Linked DNA regions of Mus musculus: region 2 is linked to region 1. The links are chromatin contacts, called in public Hi-C maps. All regions are on one chromosome and are shown on one strand. The core of a region is the stretch at or near the end of the contact, and the rest is flanking DNA. Distances in the headings are between cores, read along the strand shown. Region 1 holds the start of Cnmd (chondromodulin). Region 2 has its middle 5.6 kb from the start of Mir759.

Region 1 (7,094 bases), core at 2,547-5,046:
ACTACGTAGGTCATAGACCCTTGAATCCATTTGGCTAAACTGATGTGATATCCAACTATCTTCTAAATCTTACCTTCTCCATAGATCAGTGTGGCTCTCCACCCTCATCAAGAAGCATCTTCAGGCAGCAGGAAGGGAGCGGTGACAGAGAACCACAAGGAGTTAAAGTGCAGAGAATACGTGAAGGTCTGGAGCACGTCACCAAATCAGACATCCTAGTGCAGTCCCATACACTGGTTCAGAGAGCATCTTGGAAGAAGAGGTGGGAAGATTGTAAGAGCCAGTGGCTGGGGAAGACTGCTGGAGACAGGGGCTGGGGAGGACAGCTGTAAAATGATGTCTTCTCAACATGACAGGGATGTTACCCCCATGAACCCTCAACAAGGTCTATACCAGTTAACTAATCTTCCACCCTGGATGGGGAAGGTCACCCAAGGCCCTACCTCTAGTTGAAAAGCTAGAGGCTTCTGGTGTCAGTGGGGAGTGGAGGGGTACTCGTTTATTTTTTTCACGGACAAGCCCCCTGATAGGTTGTCCTTGCCCTACGTTCAAATGCACATGGGTAGCGCTAAAGGCACACTGTGGATCTGCCCTATGGTTTTACTCAAGCACTTCTTCTCTTCCAGCCATTTGTGTTTCTCCCTCTGTAAGTCATCTCTTCCTACCTTTTGCCTGGTTGGAGATGGTCTCTTACAGATCCTAGAACCACTCTATATTATAAAAGTGAATTCCCATATATGATACTAGTGGCACCTATGTTTAGTCGCTGTGTAACCTCTTGTGATACATGTTATATGCCCAATAAGACAAATGCTGTTCTGTAGGTTTCCCCTGCCTCCTGACGGCAAAAAATCCAGAGCCCTTCACGGTTCTCATGGTTTTCAACTTTGGACTCTGCTGAACAATCTCTTTCAACTATATGCGGTCTGTACTAAGACTCGCCTTCTCTGTAGGGTCTCTGGTTTCCCGGAAATTCCTGGGACCGTGTTCTCAGGAAAGGCTATCTGCTTATCCTCATTCAGCAGAGGCCAGGAGAAGCCCAGCTGGATCTCACTGGGCTCTACCCCTGTACCATCAGTGGGATGTGCAGGCAAGGATTTTACACACATCCAGGGGGTGTGCAGGCAAGGATTTTACACACATCCAGGGGGTGTGCAGGCAAGGATTTTACACACATCCAGGGGGTGTGCAGGCAAGGATTTTACACACATCCAGGGGGTGTGCAGGCAAGGATTTTACACGCATCCACAGGGTGTGTGCAGGCAAGGATTTTACACACATCCAGGGGGTGTGCAGGCAAGGATTTTACACACATCCAGGGGGTGTGCAGGCAAGGATTTTACACGCATCCACAGGGTGTGTGCAGGCAAGGATTTTACACACATCCAGGGGGTGTGCAGGCAAGGATTTTACACACATCCAGGGGGTGTGCAGGCAAGGATTTTACACACATCCAGGGGGTGTGCAGGCAAGGATTTTACACACATCCAGGGGGTGTGCAGGCAAGGATTTTACACACATCCAGGGGGTGTGCAGGCAAGGATTTTACACGCATCCACAGGGTGTGTGCAGGCAAGGATTTTACACACATCCAGGGGGTGTGCAGGCAAGGATTTTACACACATCCAGGGGGTGTGCAGGCAAGGATTTTACACACATCCAGGGGGTGTGCAGGCAAGGATTTTACACACATCCAGGGGGTGTGCAGGCAAGGATTTTACACACATCCAGGGGGTGTGCAGGCAAGGATTTTACACACATCCAGGGGGTGTGCAGGCAAGGATTTTACACGCATCCACAGGGTGTGTGCAGGCAAGGATTTTACACACATCCAGGGGGTGTGCAGGCAAGGATTTTACACACATCCAGGGGGTGTGCAGGCAAGGATTTTACACGCATCCACAGGGTGTGTGCAGGCAAGGATTTTACACACATCCAGGGGGTGTGCAGGCAAGGATTTTACACACATCCAGGGGGTGTGCAGGCAAGGATTTTACACACATCCAGGGGGTGTGCAGGCAAGGATTTTACACACATCCAGGGGGTGTGCAGGCAAGGATTTTACACACATCCAGGGGGTGTGCAGGCAAGGATTTTACACACATCCAGGGGGTGTGCAGGCAAGGATTTTACACGCATCCACAGGGTGTGTGCAGGCAAGGATTTTACACACATCCAGGGGGTGTGCAGGCAAGGATTTTACACACATCCAGGGGGTGTGCAGGCAAGGATTTTACACGCATCCAGGGGGTGTGCAGGCAAGGATTTTACACGCATCCAGGGGGTGTGCACGCAAGGATTTTACACACATCCAGGGGGTGTGCAGGCAAGGATTTTACACACATCCAGGGGGTGTGCAGGCAAGGATTTTACACGCATCCAGGGGGTGTGCAGGCAAGGATTTTACACGCATCCACAGGGTGTGCAGGCAAGGATTTTACACGCATCCAGGGGGTGTGCAGGCAAGGATTTTACACGCATCCACAGGGTGTGCAGACAAAGTGCCTTAGACTGATCACTAGACTCTTTTTGCCATCAAGCTTAACAGTCTAAACACTGTCCCTCCCAACATAGCCCCTCACCCGGTCTTCTGCAATTCTCATAGTCCTGGTAGGTCTGAAATCATCCCCTGAGACTCAGCAGGTGCTGCCAGCTCTGTGGTGACAGTGACAGTGTTTTCCATTCCTCTCTTCCCTTGCAGCCCCACATCCGAGCTCTTAGCCTAAGAGCCACATCTCCACGCAACAATGCCTTTCTTGATCCTTAAACACTCTCCTGCTGCAGCCTTGCACATCCACGGTCCCTCTGCTCAGGACCTCCCAAGCACCAGCCCTCAGTCACTTCTCAGCAGAGAGTTCTAAAACAACTAAATTTCCCAGTGTGAATTGAGGAGCCCTGGCTCCAAGTGAGGTACCACGGAAGAAGACATTTTCTTCAAAGGTGGGTACGTGCCTCAGAGAAAAGCATGCCCGGGACCTCATAAAATCAGGAGCATTGGCCAATACCTGTGCTCCCAGCACTCCAGAGATGGCGGGAGGAAAGTTCAAAGTTTAAGGTCATCCTCAGCTACATATGGAGTTCTGGGTCATCCTGAGCTACATGAGACTGTCAACAACAAAAAAGCAAACCATGTTCTCTGTCCACTTAATGGAGCTATTTACTACATATATGTAAATGATACGTAACCACCTTTTATTTGTTCCTTTGGTCGTAGCCAATCAGTGTTTGGGAAACACATTTTCTGCTGTTTAATCAGTGTGGACTTAACTATAGGCATTTTCTTTCATTCCAGGCTCCCCGTTTCCTCTGCTTCAGGACCCTTCTGCTTTTGCTGCACTGTTGCAGCAATTAAACCCCTCCCTTAGAGGACCCAGTGGCAAAGGCCATCTCCAACATTCTGCCCCATGCTCTAGTTCCAGGGGAGTCCAGCAGTTCCCACCTCCAGCGGAAACCCTAGTAGAAAGGGTATCTTAACATTGGCACTTGAGACAGGCCCCCCATCTCTCATCACACTCCCCTCTCATTCTGCTTCCAGGGCCCCTTGGAGAAATAGGCTCCAGCCAGTGTCACACTGCAAAGCCCTCTGATACTCTAAGAAATCCTGGCAAGCTAGTAACTGGGGGTGCTGGTGGGGTTCCAAGGCTCAACATCCCTTACATACTCAAACCTGTCTGGATGTCCCTCTGGGTTTTTGGAGGGGAGAGAGTGATGGGGAGGACACATCTGAGAACACAGGATAAGCTGAGTAGGCTGCTCCAGGGTGGAGGGAAGAGGGAGGGGAGAGGTGAGGTGCTGGAAGGGGTGGGGACAGAAGGGCTGGCCAGAGCAGGACGCTGCTGTTGCTGCTGCTGCTGCTCCTGCTGCTGCTGTTGTACAGGGGGCATTCGTTGTAGGGACAAGAGGACAGTTGGAACAGTTAGGACAGTGGGATAGGGTCTTCGCGTATCTTACTTCTCCATCTTCAGCCATGACAGAGAACTCAGACAAAGTTCCTATCACCATGGTAGGGCCTGAGGACGTTGAGTTTTGCAGTCCCCCGGTGAGTACCTCCTGGGTCCCCAGGACTGCTGTGGAGTAAGTCCAGACACAGAGACCCCGGCTTCCTGTGGGTGCCAGGTCCACTTCTGGGATCAGGGATTTGGGCCTTTGGATGTGTGGTGATGAGGGAATCAAATGAGAATGTCCAGTGTGGGGGGAGAGTGTCAGGGTACAGAGGATCCACCACAGGCGTGGAGCAGAGGGTGCAGTACTAGGGGGCCGGCCTAGGGAAGAGTCTGCTATGGTACTTCCATGTCTGAGGACAAGGGACACTCGCAAGGCAACCTCTGAGTGTTCTTGGGGCCAAGGTTTCCTACTCCAGTCCTCGCGGTTCCCCCGGGACAGGATGCAGGGATCGCGAGTGTGGGTGGCACGGCAACCAGTCCATCTCCTGCCCCGCAGGCGTACACCACCGTCACCGTGAAGCCCTCCGGGAGCCCAACACGGCTGCTCAAGGTAGGAGCTGTGGTCCTCATTTCTGGCGCGGTACTGCTGCTCTTCGGGGCCATCGGGGCCTTCTACTTCTGGAAGGGGAATGACAATCACGTAAGTTCAACGAGTGACTCCCCAGTTGGGATGCAAGGGCCGCCAGGTGCGCAGGGTGGCCGAACCCCTAGGTGGAGCCAGAGCGCTGCTCGGCCAGCGGGCACAGCCTGCTGCTCCCTTTGGTCCCCTTGGTTCTCTTGGACACCTCCCTTCTCAGGTCTAGCCTAAAGTGGGTACAGGGTACAGGGTAGGCAAGCTCAGGGTTCCTAGGCTGAAAACAGAAACGGGGACTGTTCGAGAACGCCCTGGACACTGTGGGAAAAGCCATTTTCTGCCATCCCAGCCTAACGCAGCTTACCAAGCAGTTGTGAGGCAGTGGGTAGGGCACGTGACCTCTCTGAGCTTCTTCTCCAGAAAGAAAGAAATGAAAGTAAATGATCCTTGATGCCTGTCCCAGCTGAGGAAAGCCATAAATTTAAATAGGACAAAGGGTAGAAAGAATATTCAATCCTACAGCTGAGGGAAACTCTTTTAACAAGAAAGTTCTCCTGTTTGTGACCTATTTATTCATTCTCCCTATTCTGTGTTAAAACAAAAAGTCAGACTTCCTTAGAGGTAACAAATCTCTTTTAAGAATCAGTGTGCTCACCTGTGATTTAATGGCAACAGTCTCACTAACGACTCTCCTCCCTTTATGTGCTCATTGAGATTAAGGCTGGATAGACTCTCTCAAGGAGTATAAAAAGCGTTTCTGTCTGAACTGGGCAGAGTTCCAATGCGTTCTCTAAATACCTGAGTGTGTCCACCTATGTAAAAGGGGACATTTTATCTTGATGACCATTGCCATACCGGGTATAAGCTTATTCCAGCTAATGGAAAAGAATTCCATCTCCAGGGAGCACACAAAGGGCTCTTTCTTAATCACTGTCCTCCAAGGTTCGCTGACTGCCTCTTTTCCTCCTCTCCCACCATGAAATTCAAGGCATGAACAAATTCCAGTACTTAGAGAAAATGGTGCTGAAAGCAATTCAACCATTTTACACAACACATCTTCTGCAGTCACTGCATAATTTGTATTTTTAACTCAAAAGCCTCATGTAGATAAGCAAGCCATTTAGCACAGAGTCTGTTTTAGAGACTATATCAAATTTACAAGCATCAATTTGTAAGATCGGAATTGCGCTGTATTTTGTGTGGATTTGAAAAGTGCCTTAATGTATTTGTATTTTAAATATAGACACTGGTGGATGCTCATATGTGAAAGCACAGAATTTGAACATGAGAGTGATTTTAAATGTCTATGTCTCCATTAGTAGCAGGCTTGAGATTGTCACCCTTGGGGAAATTTGATGGTGTTAGAGTACAAATACTATCTTTTAGACAACAAAATCTCGATGATGAAAGTAATTTAAAGACAAAAAATAGCTTTGATTTTTAAGGGTTTTTTGTTTTGTTTTTGTAAATATTTTGGCCATGAAAGCAATACCATTTGGCATTTAATTAAAGACAAACATGGCTAGCTGACAAGCTTCTTAGAATAAGCCATCACCCTGAAGAAGTGGGCTCCCACTTCTCATATCTTTCATTTTCCTGCAAGATGTTTGGTTTAAAAGAGCAGTATTAAATTCTAAGAATATGGAGGAATAGTAAATCACATTTTATTGCTAACAATCAAAGTTATTGCTATTTCCTACTCAGACAGGAGAATGAAGAAAATCATGGCATTTTTGTTTTCTGGAAAAAAATTTGTCTAATGCTGTTCCATATTATTTAAGTCTGGCAAACAAATCACAGAATTTGAAGTAGAATGCATTTGGCAGTATCTATGCTATGCACATGCATGGATCTGCTGTCTTTGAATATAACTTAAATCACCCAAAGACAGCATAGTCAAAAAAGATAAGTATCTATCACACAGGAACGATCATCAAGCTAATGGACTCCCTGTTCTCTGGAGAGTTTCAGGCCTGGGCTCTCTGCATTAGTTTACAAAGACGCACCAGCTGTGAAGTTCTCACCTCTCCCTTTCATAGGGTTCAACCCCAAAGGACAGTTCTGCTCAAATTTAGCTGGAGGGTTACCAAGCACAGGGCACTAATCATGAGGGGATCGCTGACAGAGCTCAAATATTGAGGCCATTTTTCATCCACATTATTGTAAATGGAACAAGGCGTTGAGACATTGGAAATTCCCATCAGTGCCAGGCAACTGACAACTCTACCAGTTCAGTGAGGTGGGGAGACCATTGCTTGCGGCCTTTTTCTTAGATTAATTTTTCTAGACATTTTCCCAAACATTATGTAATTAATCTTATAGAACCGAGGCCTTATTAAAAACTCATTAGCAAATATCCTTGGCTGTAAAAGGCACCATATTGAGCAGAATTTTGGCAAATAATAAACTTCATTGTACTTGGTGAGAAATAGCCTGAGGTGCCAACATCTCCCTCTCTGGGCTTAGAGAAGATAATGTAATTGCCATTCCAGCAATTCAGCTTTCTGCCCTGCTCAGGGCCCAGAACTCTGGAAACTGCAGACTGCCTCCCACCCTCCCCCACTCCTACCCACCAC
Region 2 (7,094 bases), core at 3,378-5,877, 70 kb before region 1:
CACTCACAGCTCCTCAAGGCAGTTTGTCTTAACTCCAAATCTCTGTTTAGTTTTTTTAGCAACCATTGAAGATGAGCTTTTTCTTAGCTGGGATGTATGGAATTAAATGTGTTTAATACTAATAAAATAAGACCAACTTACTAAAGTTCTTTATGGTAGACAAGACACTAGCAATCAGCTCTGTTTCTGTGCAGTTAGCAGTTAGCAGAAGGTGGCTGCTGGTCCTAGGCTCTGCTTCAAATTCATCAAGGAGATTCCACGCTTTTGGAGGTAGGGAGCCTACCTGTTAGCCTCAGCCACCATTTATGAGCCTTCCCTTTGTCTTAATACTCAGGACACACAGAGAATGGTCTAGTGTTCATTTCTGATGCTCACCTTGAGCAGTCCCCAAGGAAATGCTTAATTCTGAGGCCGAACTTGGAGACTATTATACACACACACACACATTCCTGGCCAAGATGTGACTTCATAGTCATCTAATCAGAAGAGAGAGCATAACTAAAAATCAATGAACTCAAGAAACAACAACCGTGGCTAACTTGGTGAACCCTTACGAGAGTATAAAGAGGTTGGTCTATGACGGTTCATTTTACAGGTCAGAGGATAAGGGGAGCGTCTTAACAAATCTGCACAGCTAGACAGAACAGAGCTCTGATTGGGGTCTACTATGCTGGGTTTACTTGTCAAATCTCCACTCTCTCTCCCTCACTTTAGCTGGTAGGAGAAATTAGGGCAGGAACCTTGTTGTCTTCTGAAAAGCGGTTCAGTCAATTAACTTAGTTTTTCATTGCTGCTGTTTGAACGAGGATCTCACTATGTGACCCTAGCTGACTTAGAACCTCATGTATCCTACCCTGGCCTCACACTTGTAGCCATGCCCCTGCCTCTCTACGTGCTAGAATTATAAGCATGTACCACTACCATCTTAGACCTTAAATGAAGTTTAGATCTTAATGTGCCCCCAAGGTCCTCCTTGTTCATCACATTGGAACTATTGAGAGGTGGTAAAACTTTTAGGAGACAATCCACACAGTAGGCATTTGGTCATTGGAAGCAAGCTCTTGAAGGGGACTGTGAGACCTCTGTCCCTTTGTCTTCTTGGGCATGAGAAGAGCAGCTCCTTCCATAATATGCTGCCTTGCCCAAAGCAGTAGTAGTACCAATTGAACTGGAACCTTAAGAACTGTGAGTCAAAATAAGCTTGGTCACAGGCATTTTGTTACAGTGATGGAACACTGACTAACACTGTTGTAATAGGAGCATCCTCAGTGTATCAGTTACTTTTTGATTGCTGGACTAAAACACCGTGACCAAGGCAGTGTATAGAAGGAGAGATTTATTTGGGGCTTACAGTTTCAGAGGGATAGGAGTCCATCACCATCACGATAGATGCACAGCAGCAGACAGGCAGGCAGGCAGGCATGGCACTGGAACAGCAACAGCTGGTAACTCACATCTTGGTGCACAAGCAGGAGGCAGAAAGCACACCAGGAATGAATGGCCAGAACTCTTTTGAAACTTCAAGTCTACCTCCAGCAACATATCTCCTCAGACAAGGCCATACCTCCAAATCCTTCCCAAAGAGTTCCACCAACTGGGAACCGTGTTCAAACATATGCATCTGTAGGGGCCATTCTCATTCAAACCACCACACTAGACTAACCACTAAAATAAGAGTTACCATTGAGTCTGATGTGTATATGTAGAGTATTCATGCCTGTGTGTTCATGTGGGGGGCATATACGAATGGGTATATGTACACGTGTGCAACCAACCATGTGTGGGCAACCATGTGTGATACCTAGTGCCTTCATCAATAGCTCTCCACATTATTAATTGAGGAAGGGTCTTTCACTTGAACCCACAACTTAATGTTTCAGCTAGTCTAGCTAGCCAGCTTTCTCTGGGGATCTCCTGTCTCTGCCTCCTGTGTTCTGGGATCACAAGTAGAATACCTCATCTACCCTTCATTTACAAGAGTGCTAGAGATCTGAAAATTAGGGATAGGAAACCAGTGCATTGTAGAGCAGCTGATGAGCTGACAGCCACGGCTGTCCTGGTCACTTTGCTGGAATTCTGTACCCACTGGGAACTTCTTCCCGTCTTCACACTCTGCATTCTGCATCTGACCTCGGTTTTATCATTGGCATGTTCATATTACACATTTATATTTTGCCAGTTATCTCTTCTATTAACCTGGGCACTCTGCAAAATGACTTGTCATTAATAACACAAACTGGCTTTTTCCGTTCAGACAGCAAGGAAGTTATGGAATTGAAGGGAGGAAACTGCGTTATCTAATGCATTTCCAAAGAGATCTGTTCAGAGAGAGTGTTTGTTAGAAATGGCTAAGAGAATATCTCTGGCAAAATATAGATTAGAAATATTCTTACAGGATTTTCATGGATCAGTGTTGACCTGTGCACGTTGCCTCAGATTTTCTGACAAAATTTTAGCAGCCACCATATGAAATCTAATAACCATACTCACAAATGCCAACCCCAGTGCTCCTGTGTGAGGGTGTGTCTGTCCCCAGAGACTCTTCCCTGTGTTGTTTAGTCTGTGTGCTTGCCTTTTAAAAAGATAAGCACAGAAATTTTAAAAACGGGAGGAATCAGAAAGATTATTCTCAGCCTACTCCTGTGCCTTCAAGATGAAGAAATTAGGCCCAAGTCCAGGAGCATTCCCAAGGTCATACAGCACCGCATACGTGGGACTCAGACTGGTCACATGACCCTCCGCCCCTGAACCCCTCTCTCGGGCTGCCATGCTCTACAGAAGAACAGGAGAGGGGGACTCAGGAGACCATGTTATTGATGAATGTTCCAGAGGGACAATCAGGGCCCCAGAAATTATAAACACACACCCCACAAAAAGGAAAGCATCTACGTGCCATGGGAAGCAGCAAGGGAGGATGCAGGGTTATTAACTCCCTAGGATAAAAAGTCGCAGAGAACACCATCTGTTTGGGTTTGTTTGTCGTGGGTATTGTTGTTGCTGCTGCTGCTGCTGTTCTTTGTTTGATGTTTGTTTTTTGTCTTCTTTTTCAAACAACATTTTTTTTTAACAACTCGGGGGGGGGGGATGTTGATCCTCTCATTCTACCCTATGAAGAGACTCAAATCCAATCCTCAGGCTTAGAGTAAGGCCATCTTGCCAACCCCAGCTTCTTTTTATTTTACTTATTTTTTTTTCTTTTGGAGAGAGGGTCTCAAGAAGCCCGTGCTAGCTTCTAGTCCCCTATATTGCAGAGGATCACCTTAAACGTCTGATCATCCTGCTTCCAAGTCTCAAGTGCTGGGACTATGGGTCTGGGCCACCATGCCTACTGTATGAGAAACTTTCCCGCTCCTATGATAAAGGACCATGAGCAAGGCAATTTAGAGAAGGAAGGGTTAATTTGGAGCTTATGGTTCTGGAGGGGTAAGAGTCTATCACCAACATGGTAGGGAAGGCATAGCAGCAGGCAGGCAGGGTGACTGAGATAGCAGGCTGAAGAGCTCATATCCTAAGCCACCAGTAGGTATCAGAGACTGCACTGGCAATGTTGTGAGACTCTGAACTCTTTCTGTTGTTGTTGCTGTTGTTGTGTCTCTTGTTCTTATTTGTTTGCTTATTTATTTGTTTTTGTTTTGGGGGTTGTTTGTTCACTTTGGGGGGGGGAGCATTTTTAGAAACAAGGTTTCTCTGTGTAGCCCTGGCTGTCCTAGAACACTCACTCTGTAGACCAGGCAGGTCTGGAACTCAGAGATCCACCTACATCTGCCTCTAGAGTGCTGGGATAGCCAGCCCTAAACCTTGAACTCTTAAAGGCTACTGCTAGTGACATACTTCCTTCACCAAGGCTTAAGCCTCCCCCAAATAAAGAACTGGGGACCAGGTATTTAAGTGCCTGAGGCTTTAGGAGACAATCTCATCCAAACCACCACACCTAGTTCATGTGCTCCTGGGAGTGAACACAGGGCCTTGTGCAGCTCTATTTAGTTTATTACTTGAGAATGAGTCTTGCTATTGTAGCACAAGGTGGCCTTGAGTCACAATCTTCCGTTCCTCTCCCAAGTGCCAGACCACGATACCTGGTTTTGCACAGTACTAGAGACTAAAACCAGGGCTCTTTGCATGCTAGACCAGAATTCTACCAACTGAGCTCCATCTCCAGCCTGAAGAGGAGCATTTTCTAGAGACATTGCCAGACCCCTGGAATGGGATGTGGGTTCTCACAAGCCTGAGTATGAGCCCCCCAGCTGGATCCCTTTGACTTTACAAGATCGCCTTCCTTCATCTTCCTAAGCCTTGGACTCCATCTGCACAGTCAGACATCCTTGTTTAGTAGGCCACATCAAGAATCAGCGAGTTTTAATGTGGCCTCCATTTGCAAATATTTTTAATACAATCAGCAACTGACCAACCAACCATGATCTGCACCTTTTCCAAGGGCATAAACAACAAATTCAGTTTAACAGAGCCAGAGCCTGGATTCCTGTACTCAGAAGTGGTTGCAAATTATGTAGTAGCAGCATAGACTATCCAGTTCAATTTCTTTAAATGCCACTAACCAGCTGCTTTGCCGGTGTCTGACTAAGCTCATGCAATCCCATCTAAGCAACAGAAAACAGTACCACTATTGTAACAGAGACCCAGGACTGGCAGAGGGGAAGCAGTAAGTAGCCTTAATCAGTGTCTATACTCTGAGTAGGAAGGGTGGGCCAGCAAAGAAGTCTGCCCTGGGCAAGCTGAAAAAAGCCTGCCAAGGGCACTGGGTTGGGAGGTAGGCAAAAGACAATTTCCCTCCAGACAGTATGCACTCTCCAGGACCTGCTAAAAACTCAACTTACCATGGAGGACCCAATGACAGCTAAGGTCTTTTAGGAACATATCTGCTAACAGCACAACTCTGTGAGATACTGGATGAGCTGAAACTGAAAAACCTTAGCTACAGAGCAGGTCTGAAGGGAGAGAGAAGCAACAGGTAAGAGACCAACAGGGGGGCCAAAGAGGTGGCCCAGTGGACAAAGGGTGTGCCATTCAAGCGTGAAGATCTGAGTTCAAATCCCTTGAACCTATATCAAGCCATATGAAGGTGTGGGCGTGTATATCTGTAATTCCAGTGTTTCTACCGTGACAGCAGAGGAGGAGAATTACCAGAATTCCACAGACCAGTGAGCAAGGCAGGCATACACAGTGCTGAAATACAAAGAAGTCCCAAGTGATGGTGAGGACCAACATGGGAGGTTTCTCTGATCTCCATACACTTACACACACACACACACACACACACACACACACACACACACACACAGGGTATAGAGAGGGAGAGGGAGAGGGAGAGGGAGAGGGAGAGGGAGAGGGAGAGGGAGAGGGAGAGGGAGAGGGAGAGGGAGAGGGAGAGGGCAAAAGGAACTTAAGACCCAGATAAAAAGTTCAAGAGCGGACTTTAGATGGTTGTTCTAGTGGGATCATTTTCCTAAGAGTGGAAAGTGTGTGGTCCAGTTACTAATAATCAAGTCGGTCTATGGAGTGTGTAGTACTCTGCCTTCTTGGACCTGTTTACCACCCTGAGCCATGTCACAGTTCTTCATGGACAGTTACATAATCTTTTGGTTATCTTTAGCTCTAATGCTGTACATTCTCCTGTTTTCAAGCAGAAAGAAATATGCAAACAGCAAGTAAACAAAAGAAGGTTACCTTAAAATATTAATCAATTGTACTTTCCTTTCTGCGGCTCATTTTTTTTGATCAGTCAGAGGCATCCGTGTGGCCTCAGGGAAAATTATGAATGCTTTCGTGGGACTGCAAAGAAAAGGCATTTTTTTTTAACTTTCAGAACTAACTTGCAGAACTCACAGCAGAGCTCTGTGGGAATTTGAGGTGAGTTTTTGTCATAAGGAAGGAAAGCAAAGGTGGCCCTTGGGGAGGACTAGGTGAAGGATGCAGGATGGATAGGGTAAGGCTGACAGGGGATCGCCAGAGTTGATGAGGCTGATGCATCCCATGGCAAGGAGAAACCACTGTGAGCAAAGCTAGCAGCAAAGCTCTCCTCTGTGCTTCAGCATAGCTGATCCCTATCCGCACAACTGCATCAACTCCATGAGACCCTGCCTCACCTGCCAGACTCTCCAAACCTGGCCACCTCTTCCCACCCGTCCTGCTGCAGCTCTTGTTCTGGCCAGCAGCATCTCTCACCAGGCCACCCCCTCCCCTTGGGTCTCTGCATGTCTGCCCATGGTCCCTTCACTCTCAACATAGCAGTTGGAGCTCTGTGCTGCTTCAGGAGATTATGTCTCTTCTGTGCAGAAATCTCCAATGGCCCTCCATCCCTCATGATGTCACAAGAGGCCCTTTAGGATGGCCTTCCCGGATCTGCCATGGTGTCTCTCTTCTTCCCCCAGTGACCTCATTTCTGTCTTGACGTCCCCTGGATATGGCAGACACACTCCCTCTGAGGGTCTCTGCAGGAGCTCTCTCTTCAACAGATGCTCAGCAGACATCCTCGTAGCTGCCCGCTCTTCAATCAATGTCCAAGATCACCTTAATTTTTTTAAAAAGATTTATTTTACTTTTCAGTTGTGCATATGCATGTGTTTGCATGTGTGTGGTACAGGTACATGGGTACAGGTACCTTTGAAGACTAAAAGAGGACATGAGACATTCAGGAACTGGAATTACAGGCCGTTGTGAGCCACCCAGCATGGATACTGGAAATTGAGCTTAGATCATCCGTAAAAGCAGAAAGAGCTCTTAGCTGCTGAGCCAACTTGCCAACCCCCAAGCTCACCTCCTTATCATACTGCCAACTGCCTCATATACCCTCCTGGCTAATGAATGGTCACCAATCTATTGTTAACCATGAGGGAGATGTTAGCTAGAACTCTATTACACTGCCAGGATGTTCGAAAGAGAAATTACCAAGAGTTGCAAGGACAGAGAGCACCTGGGACAAACATGTTCCTGGGGGTGGGGGTGGGGGGAGTGACTCAGAAAAGAGCCTTGGAAATCAGTTAACAGTATGTGCTAAAGCCAAGCACAGACACACCATGCCACCCAGAGTCCCACTCCCAGGACCACACCCGGCAGGAAGCCATCAACAGACACAA

The links. A called contact is a pair of places that touch in the nucleus more often than the background predicts.
Region 2: a Hi-C map of cortical glia shows a contact between it and region 1, with 1.6 times the contacts expected there. The contact joins the enhancer-like site here to the promoter of Cnmd in region 1. A contact is called at or near these places in 3 of 39 promoter capture datasets (cranial neural crest and embryonic stem cells), 13 of 484 Hi-C or Micro-C datasets (Sertoli cells, cerebral cortex, cortical glia and 6 more), 5 of 115 datasets of contacts at active chromatin or transcription factors (astrocytes, embryonic fibroblasts, embryonic stem cells and 1 more) and 3 of 9 other capture datasets (embryonic stem cells, liver and pancreatic islet).

What each region holds. Positions count from the first base shown.
Region 1 is chr14:79,658,885-79,665,978 of GRCm38.p6, reverse strand. It overlaps Cnmd (chondromodulin), which reads left to right and starts at 3,796. Exons shown (of 7, transcript NM_010701.3): 1 at 3,796-4,039; 2 at 4,441-4,584. The coding sequence starts at 3,968. It overlaps Gm41218 (a long non-coding RNA gene), which reads right to left and starts at 3,046. Exons shown (of 5, transcript XR_874848.1): 1 at 3,006-3,046; 2 at 74-249.
Region 2 is chr14:79,729,319-79,736,412 of GRCm38.p6, reverse strand. No RefSeq gene overlaps it. Among named protein-coding and RNA genes, the nearest start is that of Mir759, 5.6 kb to the left of the region's middle. Within about 2 kb of position 4,627, at least 8 of the 459 cell types and tissues checked have an H3K27ac peak or open chromatin away from gene starts, as enhancers often do. A contact at or near this core is called in cortical glia, where this site is marked.